2 separate regions of the Gossypium hirsutum genome follow, and region 2 is linked to region 1. A link is a contact called in public Hi-C data. All regions are on one chromosome and are shown on one strand. Each heading gives the region's core, a stretch centred on a gene start, on an enhancer-like site or on the middle of the called end of the contact. The rest is flanking DNA. Distances are from core to core; before and after follow the strand shown. Region 1 holds the start of LOC107891926. Region 2 has its middle 15 kb from the start of LOC107891928.

Region 1 (4,670 bases), core at 441-2,940:
TAATCATTTTCAAGCCAACTTAGAGACCGTATAGATTTGGCCGATGAGATTGAACGGTTTTTCCATTAACCAAAAATCGGGTTTTTTTCTTTAAACTTACATATATTTTGGAATTTAGTATATTCAATTTTTATAAAAAAAATTTAGTTCAAAAATATTTTTGAAAAAGAAAAAGAAAACAGTTCTGTTCAACACAGAGAACACTGTAAGTAGATAATTCTCATAACTCTACCCAAAACATGAATCCCAACATCAAAGGTTCAAAAAGAAACCCTCTTGGAGTCCTTGTTTCAATTGTAAAAATGGATTCGAATAATCTATTTTTGCTATGTTTGAAAATATGAATTTGAATATTTTGATTTTTTTTATATATAAATCGTTCCGATTATATTTGGATTTGGATGAATAACTAGACACACTAAAAAAAACAGTTAATTAAACATGCCATATCACACGGATATAAATTATTGGGCATTGGTAAATGGCAGATCATTTGCTGTGAAAGACGAAATCTTCTGCTTGTTTGAGGGAGCCCTTGATAACTTGGGGAGTTTAAAGCAGCAATATGGTCTGGCAAAGTCAGCAAATGAAGTGATATTGGTCATTGAAGCTTACAAGGCCCTTCGTGACCGAGCACCTTATCCTCCAAACCATGTGGTTGGCCATCTAATTGGGAGCTTTGCTTTCATTGTCTTTGATAAATCCACCTCCACTTTGTTTGTGGCTTCTGTAAGTATTCAAATAGGTCTCACCTACTTTTTTTAAAAATGGTATTATTGACTTTAAGTGCTTGCTTGGTTGGTGTTTAACAACAAGTGAGGTGGTATGATATTGACAGGATCAATTTGGTAAGGTTCCTCTCTATTGGGGAATCACCGCCGACGGATATGTGGCCTTTGCTGATAATGCTGAATTGCTGAAAGGTGCCTGTGGCAAATCTCTTGCTTCTTTCCCTCAAGGTGGATTCCCCTTATACAGTTTTACTGATGTGTTTTTTTAAAGTGGAATCGTGAACTTGAATTGAGGAGCTTCATATTTCAATTATGCAGGCTGTTTCTACTCCACAGCAGTAGGAGGATTAAGAAGCTATGAGAATCCTAAGAACAAGATCACTGCAGTGCCTGCTGAAGAAGAGGAGATATGGGGTGCTAAATTCAAGGTAAAAAATGATTATGTTCATTTTAACCAGCTGTAAATAATATCCTTAATCAATCATTGCTTATGTTTGGTTTGGGGTTTCAGGTGGAAGGGCCAGCTGTTGTTGCTGCCACAGAGTAGTCCTTTGCTTTCTCCTTCTAAATCTATGGATCCATGGAATTATAGGAGCTGCAAATGCATAGCATATGGATCAGTCTCCATATGAAAGTACTTGTAGAGTGGGAAATGAAAAGAAGAAAAAGAACTGTTTGGTTATGAGAAATGGTAGTAACTTTCTGTTTAGGTAGCTTTATGTTAAAACTAGCTTTTATTCCTGTTTCGTCCTTTGTACATCATAATGTCAGCTTCAACTTCGAGTCTAATAAAAGCTTGTTCATCTAATAGCTCGAGTAAGTTCCGACCGACAGTAATTATAATAATAATCAATTTTGTACGAATAGGCCAGGCGACAAAACTAATCCGATCATAGTTCTCAATTCGACCAATGAAATGTTAGAAAAGAAACCATAAGATTTAGTGTTCAATAAAAGAAAAGAATAAAACGAATAAAATGATTTTAATATGAGTTCAAATTGTGGTTCATGAAACTGAGAAATGGGTTGAAGTTAAAGGGTAAAGTTGCAGGTTAGGGATGTCACCACACAAATCCCTAGCCCTAGTTCCTTACTATTTTAGAGTTTTGTCCATTTTGTTTTAAAATTTATAGATTGTATTTTTTTTGGTTGGGTCAATGGTTCATCGGGTTGGATTAATGTTTAGATTAAGTTCCATTATACACAAATGTTACGTGATCATTTTGTCCTAATTATTTGGAGTTTAAATCCTATCATGGGTAATTTCAAATTTATTTTAGTTTAGGTCTGAAGATATTTTGATTTTTAGTTTATTGTGCTTTGTATTGAGTTGATTCTAGTTCAAATTGATGAGACATACTATTTGTGATTTGTACTTAAACTTGTGATTGTACCTGGAATTGTACTTGTATCACCAAAAATTATATAAAATATAAATCAAATTTAATGATTCAAAACCTAATTTCAAACCCATGGATGTGATAGGATTACACTATCTCCAGGCCTAACAACAAGGTCAAAGGCCAAGAAGTCTAAAGTTGGAATCCTTACACTCAACTACGAAACTTTGAAGATGAAGCCCTAAGAGGATATAAAGTAGATGTCCGATCGGTTTACAATCATCATAAATGGATTGATGTCTCATAGAAAGATTTATCCAAATGAAGAGGTGCTAAGGAAGATGCTTCGAAGCGTACCTAAATCGTGGGAAGCCAATGCGACTACAATTGAAGAAGCAAAGAATTAAGAAATATTGACTTTGGATAAGCTCATCGGTTCTTTCCTTACACATGAGATGAGGTTCAACGAAGGGTCTGAAGAATAAAAAGACATGACGAAGAATGTTGGTATTGCTCTAAAATTCACCACAAATGAATATAGTGAATCAAGTGAAGAGGTGAATGAAGGCAAATAGATGGAGATTTTTACTAAGAGATTCAAGAGGTTCATGAAGTCCAATAAAGGAAGAAGATTACAAAAGATTGAGGAATTGAAGTTTGAATCTAGCAAGGAGAAAGATCCCATTATTTGTTATGAGTGCAAGAAACTGGGACACATCAAGTTTGATTGTCCTCAATGGAAGAAGAAGGGATCAAGAAAACAAAAGCTTAAAGCTAATGTGGCTATTTTGAGTGATGAGAATTCCTCCGATGATGAAGATCAAGAAGTAGCCAACCAATGCCTTATGGCTATCAATGATTCTAAGGTAACTTCTAACTCATCTACTTCAAATTCTTATTCTTTCAATATGCCTGTGATGAATTAGGCTTGGAATTTGAATTAATGATTTCCAAATAAAGGAAAACTATTTCAAAACTAAAAGATGAAAATAGTTCACAGTCCAAAGTCAATCATGAACTTGAAAGTAAAGTAAATTATATGCAAGCTATTATAAATGATTTTGAGAAAAAAATTTGTGACTTACATAATTTACTTTCTAAAGTTCATGATGATCATCAAAATCAACTTTAGTTGTTTAAGAGTGAAAAAACTCACTCTAATAAAGTTTTTGAAAAAGGAAAAAATTCAAAATAAAACTTTGTTAAAACTAGATTTAATTTCTATAAACATAGAAGTCCTCCAAGTTTTTACAAAAGAAAATTGTTTAAAATATATGGGTCCCTAAAAGACTCATAACTACTAAAGATAATGGTATCCTTTCTAAATGGATACTTAAAGGGACTAGAATCTTGGAAACTGATGCTTATGAACCCAAAAAAAATTAGGCACCAAAAACAAAAATTTAATTCTATGTTTGTAGGAAAAGGAGCATTGCTTCAAAGAGAACATCACTAATGCAAATTCTATGTGACTGCACATTAATGTTTACTTGGCATGTTAGTTCACTTGTTCTTTATTTTTAATATCTATCTTTGAACAAACAACTTTTTTTCCTCTTAAGCTTTATTTTTTTTTGATAAAATGTTGCATCCTGAATTACAATATTATAGATTTCCAAAGGATAATCCATTTTAAAAGACAAATTACATCTTTTTTTAATAGCGAAATTACATAATAAATATGTCGTATTGTTGCTACTACGGTTGATCCATTTAATTTGGACCAAGTCAAAATTATTAAAAGCCATGCACGCCTTCTTCACGCAACAGCCCAATAGAGTCATATCCTGGTCTCTCTTGTTGGCTCTGTTGACTAAATTTGTGCTGTCAAACTCAAAGATAATTTTTGACACTTTTAAAGTAGACACCAACTTCAGACTTTCAACCAAAGCTTCCATTTCAGCCCAGTTCGCATCCAAAAGCTTATCGACAAATCTATAACAGCACCCGAGAATGAAACCATCCGAATCTCTAGCAATGGCTTCATACCCCACACTACTGTTCGAAACCGCTGTGTCAAAGTTTATTTTTACATAGCCTTTAGGAGGTTTCATCCAACTTTTACTTACCTGTATTGGAGGAATAGCATGGGGATCAACCAGGTTGAAAATTCTGAAATCATTGCTAAAGGTTTTCACCCTCTGCCACACCACCAAAGCAGCATCTTCCTTACCATGGAACACCATCTTATTTTTGTTATTCCAACAGTTCTATAGGAGGGTAAAAAAATCAGCAGCAGCCTTATCGTCCAGCTTACGGAGGACATCTTCCAACCAGTCGATGCAACGCTTGTAGCTCCCATCAAGCAACCTGTTATTTAAGCCACCGAGGGTAAGAATCTCACGCGTCATGGGGTAGTCTTTCATACCATGGATTAACGTCTCCTCTTTGTTCTTGCATCTTGGACAGACATTTGAGAAGTTATTGAAGAAAATGTTCTCAATATTAAAATTGTTCTCTCTTATAAAATCAAAAGCTTACAAACTATTTATAGTCTATAGTCTACCCTTTAAAACAACAAAAAACTGAAAATATTAAAATCTAATAATAACCATAAACCAATGAATCTTGACCTTTCATTTTCCTAAACAAAAAACTA
Region 2 (5,103 bases), core at 2,200-4,699, 110 kb before region 1:
AGCAGATCACTTTGACGCAGTTTACGTTCAGGTGATAACTTGTTACCCACTACGTCATTGAGCATTATAGAATACATAATAGTATTGACACAATAATGAATAAAATTCACCCATCTTTCCACAATGCCCATCTTCAAAAGCATCTTTCGTAAAAAATCCCATTCCACCCTATCATATGCCTTACTCACATCAAGTTTTAAGGAAATATGCCCCTTCTTCCTATACCTTTTCTGATTAAAATCCTCCAAAATCTCATAAGTGAGTAAAATATTATGAGTGATTAGTCTTTCGGAACAAAAGCACTTTGCGCTTCATTAAATAACAGCTCAACAGTTTCTGAAAATGGTTCACCACAGTTTTTGAAATAATCTTGTACAAAACCGAACACAAACTTATAAGGCGCAAATTTATCATACAATTTGGGTTTGACGTTTTTTGAATTAATACAATGTGAGTATGATTAATGTCTTCTAATGACTTACCTTTGTGTAACACCTCAAGACAGTAAAAACCAACATCCTGGCCAACGATATGCCAATATGACTGAAAAAATTATAGGAAAGCCATTAGGGCCTGACACCTTTGTAGGTGCCATCTCTTTCAAAGCTACAAAAATCTCTTCTTTTTCATATTGGGCTAACAAACCCTTATTCATTTCCTGAGATACACCCCTTCACCTCATTCAAAATATGATTAGAGTTTCTCGAACCCTACGAGGTAAACAATTCCATAAAATACTCCATAACAATCTTACTTATCTCACCTTCGTCGCTGTGTATTTAACCATCTCCCCGATCCAAAGCTTTTAATCTATTTCTCCTCTTCTTTTGGGATGCCACACGATAAAAAAAGCTCGTATTTTTATCTCCTACTTAAACCAATTCACACATGCCATTTGCTTCTAGTACATCTCTTTCTTTTCTAATTTAAAATTTAAGTCCGCCTTACTATCTAAAAAGTTTAAAATGTTATCCTCGTCCCTTTTTCCCAAATTCAGCTCCTCAATCCTTTCAAAAAGGTGCCTCACCCTTCTCCCCTTATCCCATTTAATTCTGTTCACCCATGTTTGTAGGCCCATCCTAAAAAATTCAAGCCTTTGAGGAACATCCCCCTACTATGATCCTAAAGTCGATGGATTTCAGCCTTGCACGAATCCTCTAATGTCCAAGCTGATTCAAACCGGAACCCAGAATTCCTAGGACGCCTCTCTCCTTTATCCGTACACAACAAAAGAGGACAATATTAGAGAAAAAATGAGGTAAATGACGAACAACAACATTAGGAAAATTTATCCACCATGCTGATTTCGCCACACCCCTATCTAGTTTTTCCCTAATGTTGTTATGTGATAAAATTCCTTGCTCCCATGTAAACCAAGGTCCTTCAAAACCTAAATCCTCCAATTGACAATCTGACAACATTCGCTGAAACTCCTCCATTCTTTTTTCATTACGTAATGCTCCCACTTTCTTTTCATAAGAATAAATGATCTCATTGAAATCCCCACATACTAACCACGACAAGCTTTGATCCTTATCTAAATCCTGAAGAAGGCGCCAAGATTCATTTCGATTCCTCGACTCAGGAGATCCATAAAATCCTGTCATCTTCCACTTATTATCATCATTCGCCCCCCATATAGGCACATCAACATGATTTTTGAGAAACTCCGTAAGTGTACTTCCACCTCAGCTTTCTAACCCAAACAAAGTCCTCCACTCGTACCCTCCACAAGAACGTCAATACCATACACAAAACCCCCTTCTTCGATACACAATTTCCATTTTTCCCAAATCAAACTTTGTCTCCATGAAGAAGGCAACTTGGGGTTTATGAAGCTTCAATATTTGTTGCAGTCTCCTTGTTGCTCGTGGAATCCCCAATCCACAAACATTCCAACACAAGAGCTTCATTGCTTCCGGTCAACCTGTCCCTTGGTGGTCACCAATAAAATTGCTTGGTAAGCCTGTAGACGCTCACCCCTTTTCTCTTCAGAATCTAAGATCTCAAAAAATCTATCAGAAAAAAACATTCATTCTTTGTCATTGTTTTTCCATCCATCTCTCCAATCGGATCATTCTCCAAGTCATGTAACATCGGATCTGAAACCAATCTCGAAGGAGTACTCTCTTCCTATCCAAAACCAACCATCAATTTTTCATCAAGTTTAACCCCCAAAACACGATTTATACTATTGAGTGCATTAGAACCCTCAGTCTCTATACAACTATTCCTTAACCAGACATTTTTAGTTACCGCTGCACGTCGTGCTAGAGGAGCTCGTAAGACATGTCCCATCCCAACTCTAACAAATTCTCATCCACTCGTAGCTGAATCGGGCAAGAACTGTCATTATGACCCAAACACCCATACAAGAAACATAACATAATAAGCTTTTCATATCTAAAACGAGCGTAGGAAAAAAAATTGGGAGACACTTGGATTTTTTTCCTCCTCCGTAAGGGAGATCTGACACCAAGTAGCTCCCTAATATGCATAAAAAGCTGATTGCCTCGACTTAGTTGTTGTCAATCATATTCCTCAAAGACCCCAATAAAGTTTTCCAACTATTTTGCAACTGTCTCCGAATAAAACCTAGGGGGCAAATCATGGACTTGTACCCAGAAATGAGTGAAAAACAGAGGAACCAACATCGGGTCCTCCATCTCCTTCAACCTATGAAAAATCAGCAAATGATTATTGGAAGTTTAAGGTGCTCCTCTTATTACCCGTTCAAGATCTACCTTATGAAAAAAACAAAATAAAAAATCTCTTTCCCCCTAGATTTGAGATCTCAATTCCTCCTAAAGGGTGCCAGAGATTTGCCAGAGTCTTTCGCATAGCCTAAAATTGAACCACGCTTGCAATGAGAAAACGTCCCACTAAACATAGATCATACTACCTATTTTTTTCCTTCAAAAATTCCCCGAAATTGTAATACTTCCTCATCCATCCCATCCGAAATACGCAGCCTGTCTAGCTCCGTTTCCATCCGCAAAGACAAAACAAGACGAACAGCCTCGAAAAGAAACAAATAAACCCCTAGATCTGTCAACGTAATTTAAAAACCCAAAAGCAAAAAAATAAAACTCTATTTTAGAGACGTGGAAAAGAGCAGACTTTTTTTCCTTTTTGCTCTGTTTTTTGTTTGGTTTGTTAAAGGATAATTTTAATAGCCAAAGTCAAATTCTATATGCAGTGAGGGTAAAGATCATTAAGGAATTAGCTTGAGATTCCTATCTATATGCAATTATTTGTTGGTCCTCTTTTTTGACATAGGATTCTTTCGTGATTCCTAACATTGAAAAATGTAGATAATTTTATGAAATTAGACATTAATGATAAAACAATTATTCTTATTCCATAGAAATGAGAGGTCATGTGGGGTCTTTTGTAGAACAACAAATAGCAGGCCAATTGGGAATTGAAATGGATAATTCCATAATGCACCATCTCTTACAGTTGTTTTCAAGTTAGGTACACAAATACGTCAAACAAGAAAAGAATATATGTGTGTGAATCTGTCAATTTCCCTTCAAACCCAAAATACTTTTGAATTCTGATATTTAATAAGAAAAGAAGTCTTAATCGTTGGTACTAGTGGTTGTGCTTTAACCCTTTTTTCTTGGGTAGGATTGATTTTATTTTCCTAATTAGAATCCCCTTTCCGTTTGTTTGGATTCCTGCAGTATATTTGCAAACATCAGCCAAAGATTTTCTTAGGGTTCTCCACCAATTCATAACCATTCTCCTTGTTTCGTCTCTTGGGTAGGATGGTTGGTTGGTAGGATTAAAATTTAATGAAAAATAATAGCTTTAATTGTACAATTAAAACTAAGGATTATTATATGGAATACTAAGGTTGAAAAAGTAAAATATGTCTCATTTATTTATTTTAAACATCAATTAATGGTACAAGATTGTAGTTGTTGGAATCTAATTTGTTGAATTAGGAATCAATTAGTATATTAGTTCAAACAAAGGGATTGAACTTGTTGAAATATAGATCGCTCTAAACTAATTGAACTGAGATAAAAAAAATTGGTTGAATTGACCGCTGAACTGACTAATCTCGTCTTTAAAATTTTCAATAACTTTTTTTTTAATTTTATGATGTTAAATAATTTATTTAATTGAAACATGGTCAACGGTTAAATCGATTAGATTAAAAACTAATGAACTAACCAATTCAACCATAAATCTAATTTCAAAAATCATATACATAATAACTTTTAACTTCACTTATAAAATTAAAAAAAAATTATTGAATCAAACAATCATCCTAAAATTTCTAATATTAATGGTGAACATGGAAAGATAAGAAAATAGTGGTGATGCGAGGTAAAAATAAAAACAAGTATTAAAAACATTAATTTAAAAAGTGTCGATATATTATTTATAAACTTTTTAGTAACATTTAACATTTATATTTAATTAAAAATATTGTTTTACATATTTATTTGAATATTTTAATTAATTAAATATTTTTAAAAAAATACAAAAACTAATTATTAAATAATATAAATATATCTATTAAATCAATAAAAAAATTTATAAAAAAATTTAGAAGTCTTTAAATTAAAAATTAAAATTAAAAAAAATATAAAAAATAGATAATTGATCAAATTAAGTAATTTAAAATTTTTATTGAAAAACTAATTAAAATAGAAAAGCTAAATGCTCAAATTAGGGCCCAATCTTTTACAAGTTGCTCACATAAGGGTCAAACCTTTCAAAATATTCATATAATGTGCTAATCTTTAGAAAAAAGCTCAAATAAGGGTTTTCCAAGCACGTCAGCTAAGTTTATAGTAAAAATCAGGTAAATGCTAACATGTTTAGAATAAAATACATTATAGCTTAATCAAATATTACTTGAAAAAAAATAATAAAACATAATTTGAAACATGATATATGGCATTTGAGAAGGCCTTATTTGAGAACTTTCAAAAAGGTTTGGCCCTTATTTGATCATTTTTAAATGTTTGGCCTTCATTTGAGCACATTTGTAAAATCGAGGCCCTTATATAACTATTTTAAAAGATTTGACAATTGTCACATCCCAAAAATTAGGTTAGAAGAAATCGGGTTAGTGAAACCAAT

Evidence for each region. Hi-C and Micro-C count contacts between places; a contact is called where the count stands out from the background.
Region 2: a contact with region 1 is called in a Hi-C map of leaf, with 2.5 times the contacts expected there. The contact joins the enhancer-like site here to the promoter of LOC107891926 in region 1. A contact is called at or near these places in 19 of 34 Hi-C or Micro-C datasets (anther, callus, hypocotyl and 3 more).

Annotation. Positions count from the first base shown.
Region 1 is chrD09:28,757,453-28,762,122 of Gossypium_hirsutum_v2.1, reverse strand. LOC107891926 reads left to right here and starts at 1,690. Exons shown (of 2, transcript XM_041101831.1): 1 at 1,690-2,937. The coding sequence starts at 2,647. It overlaps LOC107891925 (stem-specific protein TSJT1-like), which reads left to right. Exons shown (of 5, transcript NM_001326792.2): 2 at 489-729; 3 at 839-959; 4 at 1,050-1,159; 5 at 1,243-1,539. The coding sequence ends at 1,278.
Region 2 is chrD09:28,873,122-28,878,224 of Gossypium_hirsutum_v2.1, reverse strand. No RefSeq gene overlaps it. Among protein-coding and RNA genes, the nearest start is that of LOC107891928, 15 kb to the left of the region's middle. Within about 2 kb of position 3,449, at least 8 of the 9 cell types and tissues checked have an H3K27ac peak or open chromatin away from gene starts, as enhancers often do. A contact at or near this core is called in leaf, where this site is marked.